Linked DNA regions of Triticum aestivum: regions 2 and 3 are each linked to region 1. Evidence: chromatin contacts called from public Hi-C data. All regions are on one chromosome and are shown on one strand. The core of a region is the stretch at or near the end of the contact, and the rest is flanking DNA. Distances in the headings are between cores, read along the strand shown. Region 1 has its middle 170 kb from the start of LOC123182215. Region 2 holds the start of LOC123182215 (phosphatidylinositol:ceramide inositolphosphotransferase). Region 3 holds the start of LOC123182216 (synaptojanin-1).

Region 1 (3,624 bases), core at 714-3,213:
TAAGCCGCTCGCCAAAGCGAAACGCTGCAATACCGCCTGCAGTATGCCTTGCCACAGTAGCACTGTGCGTCCATGTACGTGGTCGCCGGGGTGCGCGCCGCGGACAGCAGCTCCTCTGGCTCCGTGGCGGTGGCGCCTTCGTACGTTGTGTGTAGTAGCCACCCCGCGGCGTGCTCACCCGGATCGAGCACGGGCCTGTGCGCCATGGCGTGCCCGTGAGTGCCGTGCGGTGGCGACCTAATCGACGAGAGCGTCCAACAGAGGCACGCATGCGCTCGGCATGCTGGCGCGCCCGTAGTGGAGCACCGATCCCGGGTGCCTTGTTCATCTGGCTCGACGGCTAGATGTGGTGTGGCTTCCAGTTTTGGGTTTCTTCATGGATCGATGGAGCTGGACACTCGTGCAGAAGCGGACAACGGAGGGCGTTCGATGCGCACGAGACGGAATCCCAAAATTAGGAGCAGAGCACACTCGAACCAGACAAGCGTAAACTGCCATCCAGAGTGGGCCTTTCTCAAGTAGTAGTGGCTGCCAGACAAAAATCGGCCGATTCCTGGCAGGCCTGGGCTCGCGCGTCGTCGCCCTCCCACGCTGGACTGCACGATCCTCGAGCACCGGCCAACGCAGCAGCACGATCCTTGGACGTGAAGCTACGCACTGCAGCGAAGTGCCGCTGCATGTTACGCCAACGGCGATGAGCACCGGCCACTCATCACGGAAAGCGACGCCGAAATCAACGAGGAATTGCATGCAATGCAAGCGCCGGCCGATGGATGGAATCGATCGATCGATCGAGATGGCCGAGGCGTGAAGCAGAAGCGTTCCTGTCCTCCCGTGCACGCCCGCACGCCAGCCCGAGGCGGGACATGCGAGGCGCGTGGCTTCTTAAATCCGGAAGTGCCGTCGGCGCGCCAGCCTCCGCGTGCCTTGTACTCTAGCTCGATACATCCATCCATCCATCCATCGGGGGCCCGGGCGGCACTGCCGTCTCTTCTGTTGAGTGCGGCGAGGGTGTTTTGTTTTGGATTTGGATCCGTTCGCCCGGGTTGCTGCCGGCGAGGGAGGGAAGGGGGAGTTTTTATCATTTTATGTCGTTGTGATGCGTCTTGTTCCATTCGCACGTCAGGCCGCGTGGGTGCGTGCATCACTGGAGTGGAGCCCTTGGCCCGTCCGTGTACTCCGTATTCAGCAACAGCCAACTTGCAGCGCGATCTTGCTGGCATGCGGAGTACTCCCTCTAATATAAGAGCGTTTAGACAACTAAAATAGTGATCTAAACGCTCTTATATTAGTTTACGGAGGAAGTATTTTTTTTCTATAGCAAACAGCGCCGTCTCATCTTTCAACGGCCGAGACCACAGTGTCCGCGCCGGCTTGCCGCCATGTATTGCAACAGCAATCCAACTACAGCGCTTCAATTAACATCACGGGGAAATGCACGCAACACTGCTGCAGGTTTGACTATATTGTACTAAATCACAGTCTGGCCTCACAGGGTCTGCCAATAACCATTCATCAAAATACTTACAGGTGAATACTCACACAAGTACCATGCCTATGTACCGCTAGTACTTTGTTACCATATCCTACTGCTAGTGGTAGTAGTACCTTCTAACTATAGTAGTAGTACTTTGTCAAAAGTAAATCACCATCCGAGACATAAATAAATCACCGGGTACGCATAGCTGCCCCCTTAAACAACATGTCGTATCGTGCTGATACGCCCTCCAAACAGACGAGCAGCAAAAGAAGAATCACCCCCTATGCCCATCCCGCTCTAGGTTTTCTTCCCGGTCACCGCACGCAACAGGCAGGGGGTCCTGCAGACAGAGGGTCCTCGAGTGAAAGGCAGCAGTGTTAATTAACTGGTTGCCTCGCTAGATCGTACTAGCTGTTCGTGGATCTCTCTCTGCTGGGTCTCGCGGTACAGCTAGATGGACATCTCGGTCCCCTCCCCCAGGCTTGCGGTCTTTGAGAAGAAGAAAAATGGCCACCGTTCCCACGGCTGGCGCTGGTCCAACAGCTAGCAACAGCTAAACCCGCGATGAACCCAACTGTCATGCCGCCAAAGCCCAGATCCAGACAGATACCTTGTACAAAGTTGGGTCATCTATTTTGAAACGGAGGGAGTAGGAGCCAGCTTCTCTCTTTGCCTTGTCGGCGCCTACCCCGCTCCTGTTGGAGTGCACATTTGTCTCCACCATACCCATCACCAACCAAGACACTTTTAACTACTATGGCCAAGTTACCATCAGTGGTACCAGTGTACCACGATAGCTCTGTATGTACTAGTAAGTCGTTAAGCTACCCAATCTGATTGATTATTTTCCATTTGCGTCACATGGAAGAAAACACATACGCAGAGCATGTCCATGGACTGGATCTCGGTACGCGCAGTGAGGGCGACCGACGCCCCGCCCGTCGGCGAGCGAGATGTTTTAAGTTCAGTTTTAATGTGCTCGCATAATTGCACGGGAGAATTCGGTTGCCCGCCAGATGGACCAACCTAACATGCGCGGGTGGGGTGGGTGCAACCCATGTCGAAGCGACATTTGCCAGGTAGCTGTCCTGCCCGCGATCTTGCTGGCGCTAGATCTCTCATGCACACGTACTATCAGTTTGATTTACGCGTACTATCAGTTTGATTTGCATGATGCCTTGCCAAACGGCAGCAGCTACTTCGGCAAGGCTTTCAGCGGCCTGCTGGTAGATTTATTGAGACGGACGTGTGGTGGGTGAACCACAGCGGGCGCCACAGCTACGTGCTAACAGAAAAATGGATGAAAAACGTCGCCGTCGCTGGGCGTGTATGCGAGAACTGTTATTAATATGCGGCGGGAAACGTCGGCCGGTGGCGGGCGAGTGCGCGCTGAGGCAAACGTCAGGCTGTTCCGTTGGACTTAAGCTAAAAACGGTCTTGAGAGGATCAGATCAAGAGCGCGAGCTAAAACACTCTAGCCTATGCCTGCTCCAACTACAAGATTTTTATCTGCCTTTCTGGTTGTGGCAAAGCTCACACCATGGTTTTTATTATCAGCCTTTCAAGAGCGCAAGGATCGGAAGGCCGCTCCAGTCCAGTCATGTGACATAAGCGGAGAACAGGTGATATGATGGAAGCCCACTTGGCAATTTGCCCATCAGTCGGCCGTGAATCCATAATAGTATGTCCGTGTTACTGTTGCGTACTCGGGAGCGTTTCACTGCATCCGCCCGCACACGATCGATGCACGAAAAGGAGCGGTGCATATAAAAATGGAGCGATACATTGCACCGGATTGGAGTGCCGAACAGGAATAGCAGTTCCCCGAATGCCCTCGTGATATTGCGTAGTAGATGCAACGAGATGGATAACCTTGATTGCACCCTCAGCGTGTCATTCTGGTCAACTGGAAAAAAATGTCATCTGGGTCGGAAAATATGCGCAGGTCGCAAAAATACTACATTCGTTCTGGTTTATTGGTCCCCTCTGTATTTCGTCAAATTTTGACCAAAAATTTAACTAATAAAATGTTAATGCATGTCACGAAAAATTATATCATTGAATTCGTATTTGAACATAGTTTTTGATGATATTATTTTTTATGACATGCATTAATATTTTGTTAGTTAAATTTATAGTCAAAA
Region 2 (3,675 bases), core at 295-2,794, 170 kb before region 1:
GTAAGTGGAGTCTAAGGGAAGAAACAAATATTAACCAATGGGAATTGTGTTAGTCCGAGCATGCTCAAAGCAGGTTACTTGATATGATTCTGGTTCTGGCAGACATATGCAGCTTGTGAACACACCAGCAGAACTTGTTGACACTAAAGGAGGGTTCAACGAATGCAATCACAGAGAAGAAGGTAAAGCCCGATGGAACATTCACAACATACAGAGCAGGATTAATTTTCTATGCACAATGCCAGGCGTTTTTTTACAGGAACATAAATCTAAATTAATTTTGAGAATGACCTAGAGAGGACAGCAAGTCGACAAACCGAATATTATCCATGCATATAAGTTATAGAACGATGCAGAACACGACAATTCATCTCTACAACACGACATAAATCGCATAACAATGCTGCTCCAGCAGCGACAAACATTTGAACAAAATGCTTACCCGCGCTCATTATACTATTCGACGATCAATTATTCCCGCCATACACGCAAGCGACAAATTATCAGGGGCGTACCAGATCATAAGAATCGTATCAGCGGTTCAAACTAAACAGTAAAAAGGTAAATATTTCCAATGCATATGTCCTTCAAAGGGCGTATGTGTGGGTGCAAAACAGTTTCCATAGAGAAATTTCCCCTCTATTTTTCTGCCGATCAGCAAAGCTGCTAGAATGTAGTCTAATCTGCAACAGGAAACACTGCTACAAATGCTTAACAACCTGCAAACCTAAGGGCGTCCCAATTCCAGGGAAGAAACGAGATTAATAATTAGATAATGCAGGAAAGTTACCAAAAGGGGCAAATTTGTTATGACAAGTACCCATATTAACAGGCCATTATTAAATACTGAAACGCGCACCACTAGCCACAACGAAATTAATAAGTTCACACACACGACGTAGACTGGGATGCTGGATCGGGGCGCGCTCACCTGAAACACAATCCCAGCGAGGAGTAGCGGCCACTTCTCGCGAAGTAGCGGCAGCTCGGTCGTCGTCTCCGCGCACACCTTCCTCCATACCTGTACAGCCCAAAAAGAAGGGATTGTGAATCCTCGCAGCTACCAAAAAAAGCACACGCGGTGGAGGCGGCAGAAGGCATCGCCGAATCCAGCGGAGAGGAGACCTTGGAAGCCTCCCGAGCTAGGTAGATCGTCATGGCAGTAGACGGCGCACACCCTGCTCCCACGACGGCTGCTGCAGCTTCTACTGGGCGAGGCGATCACGTCCATGCTCCGATCCGCACATCACGCCTCGGCCTGCCGCGTCCGCGGGAGGGGTCGCCGGTTGACTGGAGCAGAGAACGGCGCTAGGCAGGGGGGGACGGGACGGGACCAGCAATCTGGCTCCAGTCCTCCGGCAGGCAGACGGCCGGATGGGGGAGGCTGAAAGTCCGTCGCTCTGTGGATCTCGCGGGCGGCGGAGGCGGGAGGGCGGCGACCGGCGGCGTGAGACCTGGGGCTGGGGGAGAGGAGTTGGGAGTCGGCAGGGAGTTCAAGAGAGGAGATCAAGGGAAACGAGATAATGATGAGTTTGTGAAATGCGGGAGAGCGAGGGGGTTTATGGGGAAAAGGCGGGCCGGAGGTGGGGGAGGGATGATGGGGGTCGTGGCCTCGTGGAGTTTTCCAACCGCCTTTTGGCACGGTCTAGTTAAAAATGGCGAGGGCACGTGATATTGGCCTGCCCGTGGCTTTTCTTTCTTCTTTTCCCGGAGAGAGACCGCCGCGGCGACGGGCTTTCCAGTTTGAAAGTTTCAATGGAGCTTGTTTGTGTAGCTTTACAACTTTTCAAAAACAGTGGTATTAAATCCAGGTTCAGTTATGGATTGTCGTTTTCTTTCCCCCTAGAAAGAAGGAGGCTTCTACTAGGTGTTTAGGGTTTCCTGCCTCTCGATTGGTGTCACTGCCGATCCGCCTCATCTCCTGTGGCCTTAGAATCATGGAGGCGCGGTGGATCCCGACCCATGCCGGTGGGAGGGCTCACACTTTGATTTTAGGTGTTTTTTTTAGTTTGATTAGGGTTTGTGTTCTGCTCGTGAAGGTGAGGCAGCGGCGACATCCTAAGATGAAATAAGGTTCTCTTCGCCTCGCCCCCGCCCCGGTGATGCCCCTCGCATTGTAAGAGGGCATGTGGAGGTGTGTCTCCGACGAATCTCACGAGATTTTATCAGTGTTTGTCTTCGGTGGATCTGCTTGAATCCAGTCTTTGTTAGTGTGTGTTCATGTGTCTACATGTTGAATTCTTCTGATCTACGCTTCTCTTGATCGACGGTGGTTGTTGTTCTGGTGCGTTGGTTCTTTGGGACCTTATCTTGACGACTCCCCGACTCTCTACTACAACGAGGTTTTCCCGGCTCTGATGAAAGAGGACCGGTGATGGTGGCGCGCCTTCGAATCGAAAGTTGTTTCTGTAAAAAAAGTCCGAGTTCAATTTACAGCATAATGTCGTAGCAAAAGGTTTGCACCGAGTTACTCTCTTAGCTTATGTTGTACAATGTTTTCTTCTATCGTCTCCCACCTCTCTCCAAAGAAAGGCGGCTAGGGTTTCTGCATAAGTGTCGCCGCCACTGGTCCTCCTTGCCTCCAGACGCCTTCTAGCAGAACGAGGTGCAGGAAACCCTAGTTTGAGGTGGTGTTTGGGTCACCCTAACTTTTGTTATGGCTCAGTCTAGGTGTCTAACTGGTGCTGGCAAGGTGATGGTGTTATCCACAACACGGAATAAGTTCTTCCCTTCATGTCCTCGTCCGGGTGATGATGATTGGTGTCAGCGGACAGCGTATGGAGTTTCGGTCAGGGTCAGGTCGTGTGCCTCACTTTTTGTCCATGTTTATTCTAGGTGGTCTTAGACAACGTTGTTTGGCGAAGTGGACGTCAACGAACAGTGTTTTGGTCTTCTGATTTTCTTCTCCCTTCGACGATGCACATTCGGCCTTCGGCGGCATCAAGAATTTAGTGAGGTAAGGCCTCCCTGGTTCTGTCTGGTAGACGAGGGATGGTTGTCCAACCCCCTTCATCGTCTTCTTCTCTAGGACAACAATCTGGTCCTTAGTACGCCATTCTCAACTTCTTATGGCTTCGACCAACACTTCTCGGCTGCTATGTCGCAGCCTTGGCTTCTAGGGTGTTCCGATCCAGAGGCGGTATCAAGCTTTGCTCACTAGGTGACGCCGCTAAGTGCATGAGTAAGACGACGTCGGTATAACCCTAGACCAATAGCAATGCTACACTTGAAAAGCCGTGCTGGCCAAATTGAAGGGAAGACCAACAAGTTAACTCTCAGGGGCCAATTATTTGCTCTCATATCCTATTGGGACTTTAATGGGTTGGGCGGGCCATAGCACGGGCTTGCTGGGCCGTAGCTTCGCCATTACACATGCCCTATGTTTAATTTCCGGCTTTAGTAATGCTGGTCTTGTAAGGGCCGTGCCCTCGACAATTTTTATTGGGTGTAATTATGATTTATATTATCTTGAAAAAAGGTTTTGAGTGGTTTAACCCTTTTCAACTGAAAAAAGTTATTACGCTTGTTTACATAAACAAAAATCGCAACCTGTTAGACGTTAGTTTTTTAACTCTTCGCCCTATGACACTTTATTCAATTGGCCAAGGCATATCTAGCCGCAAAATGCATGTCAGGAAGCCAGACATTACATCAAAGTTCATTACAGAAACATCA
Region 3 (3,653 bases), core at 208-2,707, 200 kb after region 1:
CAAGAACGATGCCGCCGGCGTAGCGAGGCTGGGCGCCGAGGTCGTCCAGGTTGAGATTCAGAGCATGCACGACACGGGCGGGGACAAGAACCGTCGAGCAGCCTGCAATGACGCGAAAGACACCAAACGGGGAGAATATTTAGCCACCAACGACGAACGCCAGCCCCGGTAATCAACAACCAGAACGGCCAAAACAGGTGTTACGAGGGACACACGCACCAGACTTCTTCCTGGGCTCCGCGGGGGCGCCGGCCGGGCGCGGGAGGAAGACGCCGGTGCCGTTGCGCTCGCGCTTGGCACCGGGCGGCGTGAGGAACACGGCCCGCATGCCGGCGGCGGCGGGATGGGTGGGATGGGGTGCAGGCGTGTGCTGCAGCTGCGTCTTCAGCAGCGGCGGGAACGACGCCGGGCTCAGGTCGATAGGAGCGGCGCCGGCCCTCTTGGCTGCCGCGTTACGGCGCACGCCCCATGCGGCGGCCGCGGCCAGCTGCCGGTCCCTCTGCTGCTTGAAGAGCTGCTGCTGTTTGAGGAGATGAAACTGCAGAACACAAAAACAAACGCAGATGTTAAGAACAAGAAATCTTCAGGTAGGAGACGCAAAGAAGAGCGCCATGCAACTGAAATCTCACCCTGGCAGCCTGTATCTGGCGCTGCGTGATGAGGTGCGCGAAAGGGTGGTAGTACACGCCGCCCGCGGCCGTGCCGGCCGGCGCAGGCACGTGAGGCGGCGGCGGCGGAGGCGAGGCCTTCCGCGCAGGCGGCACGAAGCCACCGCGGCCGTGCAAGACGTAGGGGTGGCCCGGCGCCGGGATGCTGTTGACCTGCCAGGCAGCCTCGTAGAGGACGTCCCACGGGTCTGCCGGCTGCTGCTCCAGCGGGGACGACGGCGGCGAGTTCCCCTGGGACGCGCCGCTGTTGGGGCTCTCCTGGCCCGACTTAGGCAGCCCACACAGCGTCGACTTCGGCGACCCCGCAGTCACCTCCTCCTGCCAAAGAACGAAGCGAACAATCAGGAACCGGCGCAGGTACAACGCATAACGAACCACGCGAACAGAAAGATTGAAGGAACAAGAAACCAACCTTGGCAGGCGTGACGGCGAGTTTGTCGCCGCCGAGGAGGCCGGCTAGGCGGCGCGAGAGGCCGGCCAAGCTGTCTTCCTCATCACTCTCGCTCCGCGCGGCCACCGCGGCCTTCTCCTCCTCGGAGAAGAAGTCGTCGTCCAAGAACTCGTCGGGAAGCAGGAACTCCTCGCCGCCGTCCGACCACTCCACCGCCATTTGCTCCACCGTGAAGAATCGTCGTCCGGGCAATCTGAGCGAGAAGGCCGTCCGTCGAATGAAAGGCAGAGGAGTGCTGTGCTTATCAGCGGAAAGAGGTTGGGGGTCGTGGGACGGAGAAGGAGAGGAGAGGGGAATGTTGATGGGTTTGAGCTGGGGTTGCAAATGCTGCTCACCCTCTCTCTCCCCCCGTTGGGTTTATAAAAGAGAGGCCAGCGGCGAGGTTTGTGGGGAAACAACTTTTTTCCTTCATTAAGGAGGTCTCATTTCTTTTTTATTAACCTGCCGTGCATTTGTGAGTGGAGTGAGCTGTGCCTGTGACGGTGTGTGTGAACCGTAGCACGGTACGCTCAACTCGCATACCTCGTCTGTGCACAATTTCTAAAGTATATTCCGACTTTTTTCTTGAGAGTGAATTGTGCTCCGAACTTTTTCTTCTACACAATTCTATTTAGATTATGAATTGTGCTCCGATTTATTGCACGGACCATTTTGCACTCTGGCTGCTGTAATCTATCGTTCTACTATAACAAGTTTTGCCCGACTCTGGCGAGGAAGGGATGTTGACGGCGCTGCGTCTTCGGCTCGCTTCAGTGCTTATAGTCATCACTAGATGGTTTACGGACCTGGATATAATTTTTATTATTTCTGATGTCCTCTGTATTACCATGATTGAAGATGAATAGATTGGAAGTTTTCTCAAAAAAATCTTATATTGTATTCTAGGTTATATTACTATTACATTTATTATGTGCGCCATGTCAATGGCATTTCACCCGCTCGCCAGATTGTTAAACGGTAGCTGAACCCACTCTACGACCAAAATCAGAATAGCGGGAAAGGCAAAATTTCTGTCTTCGTTAGGCACTGACCGAAACCTAAACCAGTGCAGTGCAGTGTCTTCGTCAGGCACTGACCTAAACCTAAACCAGTGCAGTGGAGTGCCTGCCGGGCGGCCGGCCAGTGCCGCAAGTGCAACTGCTCTGCCTCAGCCGAGGTTGGGTTTCAGGCCATTAAATTGGGCGGGAGTAAAGAAGCGGCGGGAGTTTTTGCGATGCGGTCACGAGAATTGCATCCTCTCGAGATTTCTGTACATAGGCTTTGGGAATTTAAGTTGTGTTCTTTGTACTGCTGCAGCGCATTAAAGTCGCGGGCGCTTTAAAGGCGGGTGTGGTATACGGAGTGGAAAAGGGAAAGGGCGTGGGTCGATGGCGTGATGTCGGGTACGGGCTCGAGTAGAAAACTGGCCAAATGCTGAGCTGCACCCAGACCCAGTGGAAATACACGGCGCGCGCCCGGTAACCTGCCGCTGTAAAGTGAAGTGAAGTGAAGTGGGCGGCCGATGCGATCCGGTGGAAGGTACGTACTTGCGCGAGACAGCAGTACTGTACTGGTGGTCGTGGTACTGGCCCGGCGGTTCATGGCGGCGCCGGAATGGACGTGACTCGGTAACCCGACCCGGCGCTGTCGTAGCGGTGCGGCGGTCGGCCGGCGACGAGTGCCCATCCGCCGCTTGGTGGCCTAATTTTTTAGGCTTTTTCACATATAACCAGAAAAATGCTACTCGTCCGATCCATATTAATTAATACATGAATTAGAGAGAGGACTCAGTTTTTTCAAAGAAAAATGATACTCCTATATGCTGAGAGCTCACTCTTTTGACAACTCTGGATAAGAAGGACAGAGGCAAACGGGAAACTGTAGTAGTACGATGTGCAGCGCCGGCCAGTTGCTTAGGCCGGACCCCACCTTTTTTTTTAGGTAAAGGCCGGACCCCACTGTCATCGGACTGCTGGCGCCACCGGAGCGGGCTCTCGGAATCCTGTGAATCTCTGCGAACCGAACGCCGGAGATCCCCGCACCGCCAACGAGCTGCCGTGGCCCCCACCACATCGCTCTCCCCCGCGGCCCACTTTGGTCTCTCTCTCGTCTGCCGCTTCGTTGGGCCTACCCAACCGCTTCTACCGACGGGGCGGGCCCTGCCAGGGCCCCCGAGCCTCGCGGACGCCAGCCAGGAATTATCATCTCCAGTTCATTCCCCTAAAAAAAATCTCCAGTTCATTTTCCTCTCACTCTTGTTTTGGCGGGGAAATTTCACTCTCAATTTACTGATACTCATTTTGTCATTTTCTCAAAACTATTGTTTTTTACTTTTTTTTCTCTAGAGAGCTCGGATGGTTCTTCATGGCCAGCAAAAACGGCGCGGCGTGAGCTTGTTTTTATCTTCCTACGGCTTATATTGTGTGCATGTGTGGTGTGAGGGAGAATGGCCGAATAGACCGCCCATGAGACCTATTGTCTTATTGTACTGGCTCATTTCACTACTTTGGGTGGCGTTTGGTTCGAAGGCAAGTATGGGTTGGCTCAGGATGTCC

What was found. Hi-C and Micro-C count contacts between places; a contact is called where the count stands out from the background.
Region 2: a contact with region 1 is called in a Hi-C map of an unstated tissue, with 9 times the contacts expected there. The contact joins the promoter of LOC123182215 here to the enhancer-like site in region 1. A contact is called at or near these places in 4 of 5 Hi-C or Micro-C datasets (leaf, root and an unstated tissue).
Region 3: a Hi-C map of leaf shows a contact between it and region 1, with 5 times the contacts expected there. The contact joins the promoter of LOC123182216 here to the enhancer-like site in region 1. A contact is called at or near these places in 4 of 5 Hi-C or Micro-C datasets (leaf, root and an unstated tissue) and 1 of 1 datasets of contacts at active chromatin or transcription factors (leaf).

Annotation. Positions count from the first base shown.
Region 1 is chr1D:379,568,013-379,571,636 of IWGSC CS RefSeq v2.1, forward strand. No RefSeq gene overlaps it. Among protein-coding and RNA genes, the nearest start is that of LOC123182215, 170 kb to the left of the region's middle. Within about 2 kb of position 1,964, at least 5 of the 8 cell types and tissues checked have an H3K27ac peak or open chromatin away from gene starts, as enhancers often do.
Region 2 is chr1D:379,393,873-379,397,547 of IWGSC CS RefSeq v2.1, forward strand. LOC123182215 (phosphatidylinositol:ceramide inositolphosphotransferase) reads right to left here and starts at 1,545. Exons shown (of 12, transcript XM_044594716.1): 1 at 1,126-1,545; 2 at 932-1,021. The coding sequence starts at 1,158.
Region 3 is chr1D:379,768,896-379,772,548 of IWGSC CS RefSeq v2.1, forward strand. LOC123182216 (synaptojanin-1) reads right to left here and starts at 1,458. Exons shown (of 5, transcript XM_044594718.1): 1 at 1,081-1,458; 2 at 630-986; 3 at 220-538; 4 at 1-102. The coding sequence starts at 1,278.